Regions from separate parts of the Mus musculus genome. Here region 1 is linked to region 2. A link is a contact called in public HiChIP or PLAC-seq data. All regions are on one chromosome and are shown on one strand. The core of a region is the stretch at or near the end of the contact, and the rest is flanking DNA. Distances in the headings are between cores, read along the strand shown. Region 1 has its middle 58 kb from the start of Gm34869. Region 2 overlaps Gm40892.

Region 1 (2,700 bases), core at 181-2,680, 270 kb before region 2:
TTGTGTTTTAAAAGTTTGGTGGTTAATAATGCTGCTTTTGGGGATGGGGAGATTGCAAAAACTTTAGGGCGTGTGGCTTAGGTGAAGGTAGAATGTCACTGGGGGCCAGTCTACAAGGTGTTATTACCCCTGTCCTTATCCTTCCTTACCTTCTGTTTTTCTGGCTGAGTATGACATCAGCAGCTGTCACATTACGAATGCTCCAACAGCCATGACAGTCTGTCCAATCATGAGAAACCAAGTGTCCATGGACTGACTAAACCCTGTAGAACTGTGAGCAAAAAAATAATAATCTTTTCTCTCTTAAGGCTGCCAGGAGTTTGATCTCAGAAACAAAATGCAGCTAACATCCATTCCTTTTTTGCAATAATCTACTAAATGCCACCTTAGACCATGTTCTGATTAGTTTTAGAAACTGAAATTGTTAGTTCAGAAACTAAACCAATTGGAGAGATGGCATCCTACAAGCTTCTCTAAAATCTATGGATAAGATTTTTTTTCTCCTCTGATATTTTGTTATAATATTTAGCAGTTTTGCAGGGTTCTGTTCGTCTATCTTCTATTTATGGTGCATCCACAAATATGTCTTTAGTATGATTGTTTCGTTGATGCTGTTGCATTGATTGGGCATTTAGTCTGTACTTGTCAAATATTCACTTTACAACTGAACTACACTAAAAAGCCCTACGTTCACATGGACATCTTGTGCACACAGTATGCATTTTATGAAGCCTCAAAAATGACTTGATCATGGCTCCAAGCTTATCCCATAACTAATTTATAATCTTGTCACATTTTAAAGAAGTTAGTTGGCATCAAACTGTACATTTGTCTACTTCAAAATTATAATGCATGGCCCAATCTAAGAACATTGGCGTTATTTTGTGTTTATGTAGTAGTTGCAAACTACTTCTTCTAAAAATATAGTGTTTAATTTAAATATATTTATCCTCCACTATAACACTTATAGGAACTAGGAAGACCACTTGAATTATGACATAGATAAAATTAGGTAGAGTATAATTTGCCATTTTCCACACAACTGGACAAATGCTGGAATCCATAAAATGATTCGTTGCTCTCCAGCTTTGTGGCTCTACTGCTGGGCTGTGGGCATGGGGAGCAGGCTCATGATAAATGTCTGTGCATTAGAACAATGGGGCCGCTCTTTGGCAACACAAGCCACAGACCAAACATTCCTAATTAAGATGTTGTCATTTTACCTAGGGGAAAAGCTTTGGCCAGATTCCAGCATGCCCATAAATAAGAGAGAGTGCCAGAAATATGAGAAAGAATAGTTTCAAGCAAAAGTATCCTTACATGAGTAAGGGCATAATTCAGCCAACTACCAAAACTGATTTATAGGTTCACAGTAGAGAGCGTATTGGTTATGGAGCTCTTTGTGCAGGTGCACCTCCTGCTGGCCACACAGGAAATTACATGCGGAAAGCTAACACCTGCTCATCTGTTCATATATGATAGCCAATTCGTTTCTCTTTCGAAGGAGAAAATTTCTCACTCTAATTTTGCTCATGAACATATAGTATTATTTTTAAATGCCAATGTCTGAAACATTCATACACACACACACACACACTTCATCCCATCTGATTCCAAATTTTACTGTTGTTTAGGAAAATGTGCACTTCCTTAAGAAAAAAAAGAACATTTTTTTCCCCTCAGTATCAAGTGCATTGTAATTTGGTTTGTATTTCTCGAAGACACGGTTGCACTGCATTCCTCTCCTGATATACCTATGTATGCCCTTCCTTGTTTGCTGCATCTTTTCTTCATGTGTTCCCTTTTTAATCAGTTAATATTCTCAAAAAAAAAAAAAAATCAAGAAACAAAACAAAACCTCACTAATATGAAATATGCAGCAGCTACATGACCTGGACTTTTTTTCTTCTCCAGAAGAGTATCTCCATCTTTTTACATCTTTTATGGAATGGAGCAAGTTGACCCAGCATCTGAGAATTCATGACAGTAAAAGAGCACCCATGCCTCTTTCTTTTATGAGCACAATCTCGCAGATGTCTTCACACTAAAGACAGTTCCCAGGAATCTGCAGCTGGAGGGAAAAATGCTAAATTACCTCAAACTGACATCTTGATCATGTTTTTGAGATCTCTATAATGTCGCAATGTTACTACAGTGGGAAACTCTCTGCAGGAAGAAGCCAGTGCCTTTTGTGCAGTCACTGACAGGGAACCGCTTGTAGCTAATTACTTCTTTACAGATAAACTGCTAGAAAGGTGATTTTTACTGGGATTGCCTCAGTGTTTCTAACAGTCACAGAACTCTGGGCTCTCAGGAAGTCAACTGAGAGATTATCAGCTCGGGGACAGAGCCTCGGTTGCAGGTACATCACATTTTTTTGCAACGAACATGAACAGCTTTAAGCCTTTCTTCTCCTTATTCTTCTGCAGGCTAACACAGTCCCCAGTGTGGCTTTTAGCTGTTCCATCCTGGTTTATTTCCCCACCATGCTTCTAAGGGGATGCTGAAAGCAACAGCTACGCAGCTGTACCTGATCCCTGGCACGGAGTCCACAGCCCCTCAGCTTCCTTCGCTGCTTCTGCTCTCTTTCTCTGCAGGGGATTGACTGAAATAGGAAAGCCTTCATTTTTATTAGTGACTCTCTTTTTTGCTTTTAAAAAATACAGTTCTTTTTACGATGCACAGTACTTATTCACTTTA
Region 2 (2,817 bases), core at 229-2,728:
GACCAGGTGCAGTCAGATCTTAACGTGCTTCTTTTAAAAAAGAAAAAAGGGGGAAATGCCGCGCCTGCAGCAGAAATGGTTGAACTCCCGAGAGTGTCCTACACTTAGGAGAGAAGCAGCCAAGGGGTTGTTTCCCACCAAGGACGACCCGTCTGCGTGCACGCGGATGAGCCCATCAGACAAAGACATACTCATTCTCTGCTGCAAACTTGGCATAGCTCTGCTTTGCCTGGGGCTATTGGGGGAAGTTGCGGTTCGTGCTCGCAGGGCTCTCACCCTTGACTCTTTTAATAGCTCTTCTGTGCAAGATTACAATCTAAACAATTCGGAGAACTCGACCTTCCTCCTGGGGCAAGGACCACAGCCAACTTCCTCTTACAAGCCACACCGATTTTATCCTTCAGAAATAGAAATAAGAATGCTTGCTAAAAATTATATTTTTACCAATAAGACCAATCCAATAGGTCGATTATTAATCACTATGTTAAGAAATGAATCGTTACCTTTTAGTACTATTTTTACTCAAATTCAAAGGTTAGAAATGGGAATAGAAAATAGAAAGAGACGCTCAACCGCAGTCAAAGAACAGGTGCAAGGACTATCGGCCACAGGCCTAGAAGTAAAAAAAGGAAAAAGGAGTGTGTTTGTCAAAATAGGAGACAGGTGGTGGCAACCAGGGACTTATAGGGGACCTTACATCTACAGACCAACAGATGCCCCGTTACCATATACAGGAAGATATGACTTAAATTTTAATAGGTGGGTCACAGTCAATGGCTATAAAGTGTTATACAGATCCCTCCCCTTTCGTGAAAGACTCGCCAGAGCTAGACCTCCTTGGTGTGTGTTAACTCAGGAAGAAAAAGACGACATGAAACAACAGGTACATGATTATATTTATCTAGGAACAGGAATGAACGTTTGGGGGAAGATTTTTCATTATACCAAGGAGGGGGCAGTGGCTAGACTATTAGAACATATTTCTGCAGATACTTTTGGCATGAGTTATAATGGATAATCTTTATGGGCCCAACCTTGCGGTTCCCAAGGTTTAAGTAAGTTCATGGTCACAAACTGTTCTTAAAACAAGGATGTGAGACAAGTGGTTTCCTGACTTGGTTTGGTATCAAATGTTTTGATCTAAGCTCTGAGTGTTCTAACCTTCTATGTTCTGTTGACATCTATCCAAGTCTTATGTAAATGCTTATGTAAACCATGATATAAAAGAGTGCTGATTTTTTGAGTAAACTTGCAACAGTCCTAACATTCACCTCTCGTGTGTTTGTGTCTGTTCGCCATCCCGTCTCCGCTCGTCACTTATCCTTCACTTTTCAGAGGGTCCCCCCGCAGACCCCGGTGACCCTCAGGTCGGCCGACTGCGGCAATTATTGGATCTTATTGTTCTCTCTATGGGGTTGCAATTCCCTTCAGCTCCTTCAGTCCTTCCCCTAACTCTTCCTCTGAGATCCCCATGCTCAGTCCCATGGTTGGCTGAGTGCATCTGCACATGTATTGGTCAGTATCTAGCAGAGCCTCTTGGGGGACTCTTATACCAGGCTCCTGTCAGCAAGTGCTTCTTGGCATCAGCAATAGTGTTTGGGGTTAGTACCTGACGATGGGATGGATCCCTAGGTGGGGCAGTCTCTGGATCGGCCTTCTTTTTTCTTATTGTATACCATGAAGATAAAATATATTATTTTTTATTAGATGTTTTCTTTAGTTACATTTCAAATGCTATCCCTAAAGTTCCCTATACCTTTCCCCCACCCTGTTCCCCTACCCACCCTCTCCCACTTCTTGGTCCTGGCATTCCCCTGTACTGGGGTGTATGAAGTTTGCAAGACCTAGGGTCTCTCTTTCCAATGATGGCCAACTAGGCCATCTTCTGCTACATATGCAGCTAGAGACACGAGCTCTGGGGGTACTGGTTAGTTCATATTGTTGATCCACCTACAGGGTTGCAGACCTCTTCAGCTCCTTGGGTACTTTCTCTAGCTCCTCCACTGGGGGCCCTGTGTTCCATCCTATAGATGACTGTGAGCATCCACTTCTGTATTTACTAGGCACTGGCATAGCCTCACATGAGACAGCTATATCAGGGTCCTTTCAGCCAAATCTTGCTGGCATATGTAATAGTGTCTAGGTTTGGTGGCTGATTATGCGATGGATCCCTAGGTGGCGTAGTGTCGGGATGATCCATCCTTTCGTCTTATCTCCAAATTTTGTCTCTGTAACTAAAGAAATCAGTAGATATACACTCACTGATAAGTGGATAATAGCCCAGAAACTTAGAATACCCAAGATACAATTTGCAAAACACAAGAAAATCAAGAAAAAGGAAGACCAATGTGTGGACACTTTATTCTTCCTTAAAATATATTATTTTTGCTTGAGATTTATGCATAAATATAGATAAGACACCCAAAATGATTCTTATAGTAGGTGCTTATTAAATGCTTTTGATGTTGACAAACCTTACCATGAACATTTATAAATATATGTCTATGTGATATATTTTGTAATTTTTCCTGAAAGTATATATCATATATTTTCACATGTACATCAAGGACCTACCCAACTACAGCCCTCATGAGCCTTCAATTTATGCTTAACTAATTACATTCTTGTTGCTCATGTTACAGCCTTGCTGTATACAGTCATTGCTATTTCTTGTTATCTTTCGATATAAAGTAGAATAGTCTTTACTCAATACAATATGGCATATTTGTGCAGTTTTTTTTCATACTGAAGAAATCACTCAACTAATTACCTTTTTACAGCAAATAAGCAAGGAAAACCTTAAACAATATATATGAA

Evidence for each region. HiChIP or PLAC-seq counts read pairs in DNA pulled down with a chosen protein or histone mark.
Region 1: an H3K27ac HiChIP or PLAC-seq map of large pre-B cells shows a contact between it and region 2, with 2.5 times the contacts expected there. The contact joins two enhancer-like sites. A contact is called at or near these places in 1 of 15 datasets of contacts at CTCF or cohesin (pro-B cells) and 1 of 115 datasets of contacts at active chromatin or transcription factors (large pre-B cells).

Annotation. Positions count from the first base shown.
Region 1 is chr12:93,151,516-93,154,215 of GRCm38.p6, reverse strand. No RefSeq gene overlaps it. Among named protein-coding and RNA genes, the nearest start is that of Gm34869, 58 kb to the left of the region's middle. Within about 2 kb of position 1,430, at least 4 of the 459 cell types and tissues checked have an H3K27ac peak or open chromatin away from gene starts, as enhancers often do. A contact at or near this core is called in pro-B cells, where this site is marked.
Region 2 is chr12:92,881,107-92,883,923 of GRCm38.p6, reverse strand. Gm40892 reads left to right here. Exons shown (of 4, transcript XM_030247051.1): 4 at 1-206. Among named protein-coding and RNA genes, the nearest start is that of Gm40892, 12 kb to the left of the region's middle. Within about 2 kb of position 1,478, at least 18 of the 459 cell types and tissues checked have an H3K27ac peak or open chromatin away from gene starts, as enhancers often do. A contact at or near this core is called in pro-B cells, where this site is marked.